Regions from separate parts of the Zea mays genome. Here regions 1 and 2 are each linked to region 3. The links are chromatin contacts, called in public Hi-C maps. All regions are on one chromosome and are shown on one strand. The core of a region is the stretch at or near the end of the contact, and the rest is flanking DNA. Distances in the headings are between cores, read along the strand shown.

What was found. Hi-C and Micro-C count contacts between places; a contact is called where the count stands out from the background.
Region 1: a contact with region 3 is called in a Hi-C map of tassel, with 2.5 times the contacts expected there. The contact joins the promoter of LOC100191663 here to the promoter of LOC100272255 in region 3. A contact is called at or near these places in 2 of 25 Hi-C or Micro-C datasets (ear and tassel).
Region 2: a Hi-C map of ear shows a contact between it and region 3, with 3 times the contacts expected there. The contact joins the promoter of LOC103653125 here to the promoter of LOC100272255 in region 3. A contact is called at or near these places in 2 of 25 Hi-C or Micro-C datasets (ear and tassel).

Annotation. Positions count from the first base shown.
Region 1 is chr4:40,226,248-40,230,385 of Zm-B73-REFERENCE-NAM-5.0, reverse strand. LOC100191663 reads left to right here and starts at 1,372. Exons shown (of 10, transcript NM_001137092.1): 1 at 1,372-1,413; 2 at 1,555-1,572; 3 at 1,713-2,132; 4 at 2,239-2,355; 5 at 2,475-2,615; 6 at 2,698-2,877; 7 at 3,572-3,776; 8 at 4,087-4,138. The coding sequence starts at 1,734.
Region 2 is chr4:39,434,786-39,438,933 of Zm-B73-REFERENCE-NAM-5.0, reverse strand. LOC103653125 (cation/H(+) antiporter 15) reads left to right here and starts at 1,343. Exons shown (of 1, transcript XM_008680088.3): 1 at 1,343-4,031. The coding sequence starts at 1,346. The coding sequence ends at 3,838.
Region 3 is chr4:39,781,884-39,785,784 of Zm-B73-REFERENCE-NAM-5.0, reverse strand. It overlaps LOC100272255 (ribosomal protein13), which reads right to left and starts at 2,493. Exons shown (of 5, transcript NM_001374568.1): 1 at 2,356-2,493; 2 at 2,187-2,259; 3 at 1,941-2,079; 4 at 1,516-1,702; 5 at 185-661. The coding sequence starts at 2,378. The coding sequence ends at 628.

The DNA of each region.
Region 1 (4,138 bases), core at 123-2,622, 450 kb before region 3:
TTATGAGAATCTGGATATCGCCGGGACTTACGCGCGATGAAGATGAGGAGGAAGAGGTCTCCATGGTTTAGGTTTAGGAAGCTGTGGATTTCCATCATTGCGACGACTCGTTAGATTCTGGATTCACATTGATTTAAGCAGTTTTTAGGGCTAGTTTGGGAACTACGTTTTCCCAAAGAAAAACTAATTTTTCTTGAAAAAATGAAAATCCCGTGAGAAATGAGGTTTCCAAACTAGCCCTTAAGGTTTTAAAAAACGGATGAAAAAACTAACTTTTCACTGCCACAAGTTGACTCTGACGGCCAGATACGGCAAGATGCCAAAAGATTTTGATTACCAAATTGTTTATGCTGTTTTGATTGGAAAAATATTTTTTATTAAAATCTAAATCAAGCGGTGCTGTGACTAATCAAACTATTAACTAAATCTTGATTAGCTTATTGTCTAACCTAGACTAAATATAAATGTATGTCTAGGATCATCGATGAAAATTGCCATTATCATCGACTCATAAATCAATCATTGACACACCAGCAATAACTTATTGTTGTCTTTAATAAAAAGACTGTAACTATTGTGTAGGCCTTGTTTGGAAGCATGTTATTAAAAAACACTTTCTATCGTGAGTTTTCAGAAACCAGTTTAAGAAAAAAAAAGTTGTGTAGGGTGTTTGAAACCGTGTTTCTAATTGTTTTTGATCCATAATTATTAGCATACTATTCCTCTATTTTAAAAAGCGATGTCAATAGATGTAAGTTCCATAAAACCAATAAGGGCATGATGTAACTAAAGAAACAAAAGCTGATTTTATCGAGGGAGTTGGTTTTTAAGAAATTGAAAATCCGGTTTCTATAAATTAGGACATAAATTGGTATATTTGAAACTACTATAGATTCTTAAAAATTGGATGCTTTAAAAGATGCTCTTAATATTATCTTATATTATAGATGTTATAGTCATTATAAAATAAATCCCAGATATGAAATTTTGAAGAAACGATCAATTAGAAACATGAATTAAATGATGTTTGATAGTTTTTCAATGTATGCTTGGTAGACTAAAAACACAAGACAGCAGAATACGTAATCACGAAAACACAATCATACATATCATATTCCTATCTCGAGGAACAAAAACAGATGACAAAAGGTTCAACAAACAATTGCTTGTCATGTTTATGTAGCGCATCAAACACAAAGTTGATGTTACTGTACGGCAGGGCATCCCTTGCATCCTTCCCTACCGTTGGATCTGAAGACGGAGCAACGAGCAGCGGTGCCGACAGGGACGCCCTACCGGCCGCTATAAAGGCTCCCCGCGAGGCTGGCGGACAGCCCTGCTGAGTCTCTCACCTGCTGGCGGAGGCGGCCCCCAAAAGCCAAATTCCCCAACCCACACCACCTCCACACTCCAGTAAGCACCCCGCCTCCCCCCTCGATCTCCCTCCTCCAATTCCTTCTGCTGCTGCGACTGAATCGAATTGCTCCACTGCTACTAATCTCTATACTACTACTGCTTGCTCCTGTTTCAATCGATCAATCATGCCGCGCGTAGGTTTTTTCCGGCGCAAAGGTAACGAGCGAACACGAGCCCCGGTTTCCCGACCCCCTCTCCCAGATCCGCAGCGCGCCCGCGCGATTCCGTCCGCCCGACGCGAGTTCCCCTGTGTATTTTTTTTGTGATGATTTTTTTGACCTCTTTGCCTGGTCTAGGGTTAGGGTTTGCTGTCGGCGATGTCGGATCGGCAGCCGTCGGAGGAGCCGGAGGAGCAGGTGGACCTGGAGGGGGACGACGACGGCATGGACGACGACGACGCCGGGTACCGTCGCCGCGGAAGCCGGGACGACTCGGAGGAGCCCGAGGAGGATGACGACAATGACGAGCGCCACGGCGACGCCGACGACGACGCCGGGATGGAGCCGGAGCCGGCCGGAAGTAAAGGCGGGGATGACACGGGCAAGGGGCCCGACGTCGCCGGTGGCGGGCCCGAGGACGAGGAGGAGAGGAGCAAGTGGGATGACATGCTCGCCCTGCCGCCCCATGGCTCTGAGGTCTTCATTGGTGGCCTGCCCCGCGACATCACGGAGGAGGACCTCCGTGAGCTGTGCGAGCCGTTGGGAGAAATATATGAGGTCAGTTTCACGCGACACACGAACCCTGCCGTTTCCTCTTACCATCAGCTTGTTACATGCATGAGGGTTGTAATGTGGGTCTCTGTGGGGGTCAATGGAATGGCAGGTGAGGTTGACCAAGGATAAGGACACAAAGGAGAACAAGGGGTTCGCCTTTGTCACCTTCATGGACAAGGAGGCTGCGCAGCGCGCCATCGAGGATGTGCAAGACAGGGAGTTCAAGGTAGCTACTAATTTTGGCGACCTTCTGAGCTGCTGATTGTTCTACCTAACACTGGGTTTCCACATTCTGTCATGTGTTCTGCGCAATGTGCTTATATCCGATGGTTTTTGGTGCTGTAGGGGAGGACTTTGCGGTGCTCTCTGTCGCAGGCAAAGCACAGGCTGTTTGTTGGGAATGTGCCCAAGGGGCTGAGCGAGGAGGAGCTTACCAACACTATCAAGGGGAAGGGTCCAGGTGTTATCAACATTGAGATGTTTAAGGTGTGCTTTGTGGTTTCGTGCTTGTTTTCGTTTGTACACCACAAGTTCCAGATTCACTAATATTGAGATGCTGTTTGCACAGGATCAGCATGACCCAAACCGTAACCGTGGCTTCCTCTTTGTTGAGTATTACAACCATGCCTGCGCAGACTATGCCAGGCAGAAACTTTCATCTCCAAACTTCAAGGTTGATGGGAGCCAGTTGACTGTTAGTTGGGCTGAACCTAAGGGTTCAACAGATGCTTCATCTGCAGCTGCTCAGGTAGACATTTGGGCTAAAAATTCAAATTCAAATTCTATTGTATTGTTATATTTCAATTTTTAGGCCTTTTGGTTTTGCAATGATAGGCTTGTGCAAGTCTGTTTCCTACCGTCCTAGATGAATTGGCAATTTGATGTAAATGAATCCCTGTTTGCCTTTTTCTTCTGTCATAATCTGTTAGGAACAGGATGTGGCCACTGAAAAATGAAAAAAACAAAAGAAGTATTAAATATTTGGGGCTTAATAGTTGTATTTGCTGATTAGTCATTTTGCACTTTGATATTTTGGTAAAAGGTTTAGTGCCTTTTCTAAATCAGGCCTGAGTTTATGGTGTTGTATGAAGAACTGAGTGCTATGTGGGCATGTTTCTAATGCCTAATCTTCTCCTAGATTGATAGCTATAAATTGGTATGATGGCATGTTCTGCCTCGGTGAACTAGTCAGCTTATCTTTGAACTGCTGTGTGTGTAATGTGGATTCTTGGGGATTGGCTATGCAAAATACTTTTGTTGATTGTTAGACTTACTTGGTAATATACATTAATTGACTTGTCATTATTTCAACATGTGCTAGCTGTATACTCATTAGATGAGTATCCTGTTTCTTTAGAGCAATCTTTGCTTCTAAATTTTTGTATGCAGAAATTGCCCTTCTCTGTTGACTGAGGATTTGAATATTTGCTACAATTACTCAGGTGAAGACTATATATGTGAAGAACCTACCTGAAAATGTTTCTAAAGAGAAGATAAAGGACCTGTTTGACAAACATGGAGAGGTCACAAAAATCGTTCTGCCTCCTGCCAAGGCTGGTCATAAGAGAGACTTTGGCTTTGTTCACTTTGCAGAAAGATCAAGTGCATTGAAGGCAGTTAAAGGAAGTGAAAAATATGAAATCGATGGTAAACTTCTCTACCTGCTATCATCCAGTTTCCTGTGAAATTCAGAGCCACAGTAGCAGCACAATCAGAATTTGTTTTTGAACAAAATTATCAGAAATTATCCGTAGTTGAATCACATAAAAATCACATCAGTTTCTATTGGTGCCGATACTGATTACTTGGGCATCTCTCTCTCGCCTTGCAGTACAATTGATTATTTTATTTAGATCTTGAGTGACATTTATTGGTATAAAAGGAGTTTTAGTTGCTAGAACTGCTTTGTCATGAATAGATCCATATTAGATGTAACCTTTGGGCTTACTTGATGCAGGTCAAGTACTGGAAGTGTCCATGGCCAAACCATTGGCAGATAAGAAACCTGA
Region 2 (4,148 bases), core at 94-2,593, 350 kb after region 3:
CAACTCAATTGTAACCGAGGCAAGAGACACCAGTTGTGTGGTGGTCCTTGTGGGGACATAGTGTCCCGTTTGATTGAGAAGAGAAGCTCACTCGGTCTAAGTGACCGTTTGAGAGAGGGAAAGGGTTGAAAGAGACCCGGTCTTTGTGACCACCTCAACGAGGAGTAGGTTTGCAAGAACCGAACCTCGGTAAAACAAATCACCGTGTCTCACTCTTCATTTGCTCGTGATTTATTTTCGCCCTCTCTTTCGGACTCGTTTATATTTCTAACGCTAACCTCGGCTTGTAATTGTGCTTAAAGTTTGTAAATTTCAGATTCGCCCTATTCACCCCCATCTAGGCGACTTTCAGTAACCAGTTCAATGCACACCATACCTCGATCCAGTGCACCAAGCCACTGTAGCCCAAAACAACCTCTCTGCGTACTGAGTTCGGTGCCTACTCATCAACCAAACTTAGTCTAGTTTTGGGCACAACTTCTTTGTCTTCACTTGACTCATCTCTTGGGCACTTGCATGACTTAGACATATGTTTCTTAAGTTATTCCAAACATTCTAAGTCATCTCATAGGCTTCGACTTATCCTCTAAGTTGCTTGACCTTCACATTTGCTTAGTCTCTCGAAGCTCTTTCCTTACGTGTCTTCACCCTATCAAATTGCCTCCAAGTCACATCATACTGAAAACCAACTTAATCAGTGCCCATCCATCTCTTACCATTTTCACTTCATGATAGATCATTCATCCTTGTATGACTTCTCTTGAGCTTGACTATTTCTTCAACTAAATGCAAGTACTTGCTTCTTCTATCTTAAGCAATCCTTGTATATGAGATATCCCATATCAAATCTTGTCTCTTAATTATTTTCAATCATGATTGCTTCATTTATAGTGAAACACTTAGCAAACTCATCAATCCTATTTCAGGCATGTTTGATTTCCTACATAAAGCGCAAGAATTTGCTTAACCTTAGTCGCTTGAATTAAATAACTAAGTATAAATATAAAAGTTGTGTACGTTGTTGCGCTTAAGTAGCAAACCAAACAGCCCCCTAAATACATTATCATTTAAATCATCAAAACCTATTGAAAGACTAGACACTTGCGTGCTAATCCAAACGCGCGGGTGAAGGATCCAAACGCGCGGGGCAGGCGGGGTTGCATGTGAATCCAAACGCGGGACAGTCTTTCTTGCAACGCGTGGGTGAAGAAGGAGCGACGCACGACTGCTGCTTTATTTTTAGTAAAGATTTGCATGCATTCCCGGTGCGCCCCTACCCATCGTTCCCTGCACGGCTGCACTCATCGTCCTCCCGAGCGAGCCCCGAGCCCCGGCCCCGCCGCCCATGTCGCGTGAGGCGCCGCCCGGTCCGCAACTGCTTGCGGAGGTCACCGTCAACAAGAGCATCTTCTGCTTCCCGCTCAACGACTCAGTCGCCACCTCCTCTGGCGTCTTCGCCGGCGACGACCCGCTCAAGTTCTACTTCCCGCTCCTCCTCTACCATGTCTGCGCCGTCTTCGCGCTCTCCCGCGCCGTGCACGCCCTGCTCGGCCGCGCCAACGTGCCCCTCGTCATCTCCCAGATCGTGGCCGGCGCGCTGCTCGGCCCGTCGCTCCTGGGCCGGGTGCTCCCGAACGCCAGCGCGCCCTTCGCGACGCCGGAGGGGTGGCTGCAGCTCAACACGGTCGGCGCGTACGCCTTCACACTGCAGATCTTTGTTATCGGCGTGAAGACGGACCTGGGGATGATCGTCAAGTCCGGGAAGAAGGCCGTGGCCATCGCCTTCTTCGGCGCCATCGGGCCGCACATGGCCATGTACGCCGCCGCCGCCGCGCTCGGGGCGCGCGTGCCGGCGCCGTGGAAGGCCAACTTCATGCTCACCAACCTCAACGTGTGGTGGTCGCTCTCGGCCTTCATCGTCGTCTGCTCCACGCTGGGCGACCTCAACCTCCTCTCCTCCAAGCTGGGGCGCCTCGCTATGTCCGCGGCGCTCATCGGCGACTTCGCCAACACCATCTTTGTCGCGGGCATCACGTCCTACCTCCTCGCGTCCAGCCCCTTGGAGAGGGTCCAGCGGATCGGCTTCCTGTCGCTCGTCATCTTCGCCATCTTCATAGGCTTCCTGACCTACGTGGCGCGCCCGGCCATCCTGCGCCTCATGCGCGACGTCCCCGAGGGAGGCCTCCTCTCCGAGGCGCGCCTCGTCGCCGTGCTGCTCATCACCATCGTCTGCAGCTTCGCCAGCGAGGTCCTGGGCCTGCACGCCACCTACGGGCCCTTCATGCTGGGTCTCATGCTCCCCGGCGGCGCCCCGCTCGGGGTCACCCTCGAGGAGCGCCTCGACCGCCTCGTCGCCGGGGTGCTCATGCCGCTGCTCTTCGCGCAGGGCGGCCTCAGGCTGGACGTCTTCAAGATCACCGACGCCTCCACGTGCCTCCTCCTCGAGATCTTCCTCCTCGTCGGCGTCGCCGCCAAGCAGGCGGCCTGCATGCTGCCCTGCATCTACTGCGGGATGTCGCCCCGGGAGGCCTTCATCGTCGGCCTCATGATGAACTTCAAGGGCATCACCGAGGTCGCCTACGCCTCGGCGTTCGTGGACTCGGACATCTTCGACGAGCAGGTGTACGCCGCCTTCATGCTCAACATCCTGCTGCTGGGCGCCGCCACGTCGTCGCTGGTCAAGCACCTGTACCACCCGGAGGAGAAGTACGTGGCGTACCGGCGGCGCACGGTGCAGCACAAGAAGCTGGGCGACGAGCTGCGGATGCTGGCGTGCGTGCACTCGCAGGCGGACGTGGCGCCCATGCTGGCGCTGCTGGACGCCGCCAGCCCGTCGCCCGTGTCGCCCGTCTCCGTCTACCTCCTCCACCTCACGCCGCTCGTGGGGCTCACCAGCTCCGTGCTCCGCGCCTTCAAGTACGGCGACCGGAACTGCGTGCCGTCTGGGGGCACCGACTCGGGGCGCATCGTCAACGCCTTCCAGTACTTCGTGCAGCAGCGGCCCGTGGGGTCCGCGTCGCTGCTCCCCTACGTCTGCATCGCGCCCTACGCCACCATGCACGACGACGTCTGCGCCGTGGCGCTCGAGAAGCGCGCCATGCTCATCGTCGTGCCCTTCCACCAGCGCCTCGCCATCGACGGCTCCGTCGAGAACACGACGGCCAGCGCCGGCTCCGTCCAGGCCGCCAACGTCAACGTGCTCCACTACTCCCCCTGCTCCGTCGCCATCCTCGTCGACCGGGGCAGCCTCTCCGTCGCATCGTCCGCCGTGGCCGGGGGCCCCGCGGCCACAGCCGACGCCGACGGCTTCCCTCACCGCGTCGCGCTCTACTTCCTCGGCGGGCCGGACGACCGGGAGGCGCTCGCGCTCGCCACGCACATGGCCGAGGACGCGCCCATCGGCCTCACCGTCTTCCGGTTCCTGCCGCCGCCGGAGTGGCGCAAGGGCGGCGACCCCGAGGAGGACCGGCTCGACGAGGAGGCGCTGCAGGAGTACGTCCGCCGTTGGGTCGACGGCCACCGCGTCGCCTACAGCGAGAACCTGGTCTGTAGCTCCGACGAGATGGTGGACACCATCCGGAAGTCTAGCCCGGCGTCGGACCTGCTGATCGTCGGCCGGCGAGCGGACGGCCCCAAGTCACCGCTAACGGTCGGCATATCGGACTGGAGCGAGCACCTGGAGCTCGGCGTCCTCGGGGACCTGCTCACGTCCACGGATTTCGGATGCCGGGTCTCAACGTTGGTGGTGCAACAGCAGACCAGGGCAGCCGCCGGTGAGATCAGCCGGTCGCCGGAGAAGAACGCGGCGAAGCCACCTGAATCTGACGGCCACGTTTGATGACACAACTATATATACGTATATATGCACCTTTGTTTGTTTAGCTGCTGCTATCTAGATGTAACCGTAATGAATGTACTTTGCATAGCTTATTGGCAGCTAGAATGAGAAAAACTACAAGCATACAGACCCTGAGGCTCACAGTTTATTCATGAAGGTTTAACAGGCTACATCACCAACACGTGATGGGTAAGATCAGGATGGTTCATTTTCTTCAGATTTCACCAAAAACCAGTAAATTTCCCAAGAAATAATCCTCCCTATCCAAACAGATTTTAGTTGCATCTCAGGCAGCACTAAACTACAGTGA
Region 3 (3,901 bases), core at 1,244-3,743:
CATCACAGGCCTTCGTGTGGAGGAAGATGAAAGAGTTCATATGATTTTAGGAAGCGGAATCGACGAATTCCTTCCTCTGAAACGACTCAGCACATGAAGTGTTCTTAGATAAATAGGCTGAGAAGCAAAACGTTTGGCTACCAGTAACTGATTCTGACATCAAGAATCCGGACAGAAACCGAAATAAACAGGCTCATAGGCCGCAACATGGCTTTTAAATACTGTTGATCATGTCAGGGGTGTCCAACGGAAAGGTCCTGCCCTGGATGATGTCACACGAACACTGCTGCAGGCACAAGCTACACAGCCACGTACATGTATACGAAGCAACTGACAGATCTAGGGGTGCGCTTTTGACATCATACATTTAGGAGTCCCTCTGCCCGACAGCCCAAGGCTAAAAGCTTCTCGCATAGCAGGTGTTAATGGAGGCAAGCAATCAACTGCCTTCGCCAAGTAGCAAAAGTTTAACAGCAGGGCAGTTCTATGTAAACAAAAAGGGTCCATGGCATCCTCCAGAGGAGGGACATTCACCATCTCTAGTTCACTCCAAACTCTTAAAACGGTACATAAAAATGATTTCCAACAATGCCCTCGGCTTCAAGCGCCGTACGCTGAGCTCCTCGCTTAGGCCACCAGAGTGCTTGCAGTGGTTGACTCGCTGCAGTAGAGCAAGAGTTGTCAGCTACATTACAAGTAAAAGCATCAAAATAGCAAGCCACTTGACAGAAACGCAGGCGCACACAACATAACACAAGAAGTCAAGAACTATGCAGGGATTAACCCATGCAGTGTATTAATACAACTTAATGCTGATGGCAGCTCATTTGGTCACACGGGCCAGATTTTCATAACATTGCTATTGCGTGCCAAAGGCAACAAACACACTGCACACTAGTAATACCCTGCATGGCAAGCCTCCATATTCCAGCTGTGCATCGGATATGGAGTATGCAGGCGAAACTAAGTGATTGAAGCCTCTACTTTTAGTCCAAAATGGAATATGGGCATACCGAAACATCATCAACATAGCAAGTCCACAAACTCATGGAGCTGGGGATACATCTTATGCACTCTATGAAATTGCACCAAGATGGACATACTACAGCTAGCTATATGGAACAATACCGTGCAAAATATAGCTCACAGATGCATTTCATATAAGAGTGTTCTTTATCAAACACTACCTAATTCTAGCAGCTTCACAATTACTTCCAGCACCAAAAGACCATGGCTCAAATCATCTATAATTTTAACCAGCCTTATAATATCAAGCTTCACACACGGAATTGTAGTGATTACATGATTAGGTAGCAAACAATCAGTAGCATCTGAATACAATCAACAATACACTGACATTAAAAAATTACTACAATACTACACATCTCCTCTGTAGAGATCACCAGACACAGCAGATCAACAATTAACAAGTTAACCAAGCTAATGCCACTTACTTCAGTAGTCATGCTAGTACAAACAAGAACAAACTACAATGCATGGGTTTGAGTGACTTACTACTTCCACGTGGGTGGAAGCTTCTTTGTGCGCTTGTAGTAGCGGGCAAGGCGGTGGATCCTGCTCTCGACAAGAATGAGCCTGAATTTAGAGTCTTTGTCCTTCCTGTTCCTCTCAAGGTGCTTCCTTATCGCCACCGCCTTCTTGATGAGGAAGTACAGGTCCTCCGGGATTTCGGGTGCCAGCCCTACACGAGCACATGAAACATGAATACAGTACAAATCACAAAATGCCAACAAGCCGAGGTGGAGCTTCATTAGGGCCATGGCCCCTCCTAGTTTTGCAATTCTATAAAGGATGCTTCAGTATCTTGGTATATTTTCCTGATGAAGCTTTAGATTTGCTAGCCTCACACTCCATGTACATCAGGCTCCGCCACTGGCAACATGTGAATCGAGCGATAGGGATGTAAATGTAATTCTCACCATGGGCCTTGAGGATGCGGAGGATTTTGCTGCCGGTGACACTCTTGACAAGGGGGATACCGTGCTGGTCACGGAGCAGGACGCCGATCTGCGACGGCATCTGTCCCTTCTTCGCTGCCTTTGTGATCATCTCCTCCACCTACCAGGCGACAACACACGTCAACGAACCAAATCCGCATTCCCAACAATAACGAACCAGACGACGGCCGAATGGAATGGAGTCGAAGGAGAGGAGAAGGCTCTCACGTCGGAGGCGGCGGTCTTCAGCCAGGTAGGAGGCGTCCTCTTGTACGGCAGCGCCGACGACGAGATACCCTTCCTGCGTCACGGAGCCACGCAGCCGCCATCAGCACACAGATTCACCACACTAGAAGCAATACCACCAGTGCTACGAGGAAGAGGACAGGAGGGTTACCCGCGGCTGTGCATACGCCCCATGGCGGCGTTAGAGTGTACTATTCGGACGACGGCGAGCTGGCGCTTGCAGCAGCGGCGGCGGCGCGAATAGGAAAGAGACGCGAGTGCGATAGGAGGGAGACGGATTAGGGTTTTCGATACTATTCAACTTATCTGAGAGATTTTCATCTCGACCCTTATGAATACTATTATTGACAGATATCATGGCAAAAACCGCTTCTACCCTTCTAGGCCGTGACCGTGAGATAGCAATTTTACTTATAGATCCGAAACCCGACCGGTGCACGGGTGAAGATTTTGACCCGTGGTTGCACCGCATCGACCTAAAGTTTTACGGGGTTAACCCATGATGACTCACATACACCCAAAATTTAATTTATTCTTTATTTTATAAAAAAATAATATACAATAGCAGTTATTTGAATAAGTAAATTGGCTAATAATTAATGAAATGTTTTATTCATGCTCAACATGAGAAGACTTAAAATTTGTAGATTTAACTCACTTATTGTTGTTACTTAATTACTTATAGCTAATTTATTGTTTCTAAGTAAAAAACAAATGGGTGACCTCAAAACCACCCGAAACACGATGAGTTCATATGCGGGTTTGGAATTGCACCCGCATGTGCGATAGCAGGCGGTTTCATGTAGACTTCTCAGGTATGATTGCAAACAGGTTTTTGGTCCACCCGACCCAAACCCCACTCGTTATCACCCAGTCGGGAAAATGATCATCGTGGGCCCCGGGGCCCACTAGTCAGTAGAAGTGCGTGGGAAAGGTCCACCCTGAAAAGGACCCGCCTCGTATAAAACCCATGGCACCGAGCCAAGGATCGGGCGAGGCAGAGACACAAAGGGGGTCGGCGGATCTAGAGGAAGCCACTCGGGTGGATTCCATGCCGGACCAGGACTAACCCGATGTGCTGCATTAGCTGCGCCTAGCGCCGAGCCACAGAGGGTGAGTCGGACCACTTCCCACTCATAACCTATGGGCTCCTAGGCCTGTGGCCCATTCATGACCTATTGACCTAGGTCTAAGTGTCATGGCCGCCTACAGGCCCCGCAACATGATGAGTCGCGCCGAGACCTAGGCTACGACGGGCAGGGGTCGGTGCGGCACAGAGATGGTGAAAGGGTGGGCCATTTCCAATTATTTTGGTGATTAAATGCTCAACACATTACTCAGAACTAAAACTCCTCTTATGAGCATGAGCACAAGTGTTTATAAAGCAAATTGAAACAATCAAGTCCAAAAGATTAAGGAAAATAAGAAAGCACTTTTGGGCTTGAAATTGGACATATTGCAAACCTCTATGAATAAAAAAGATAAAGGTATGTTTCTAGCACTTAGTCATTTGTTTTAGGTGCTAACAATGTTCATCTAAGTATTAGGGAACTTCTCAAGTCGAGCCAACATATAGTAAAGAATTTTGGCTAAGTATGGCCAGTCTCGGCCTCACAGGACAGTCACCCGAGACGCGCTCGGGCGAATCATGACTGCGCTCGGACGAGTCGGAGATGCGCTCGGGCGAGTCGTGACTG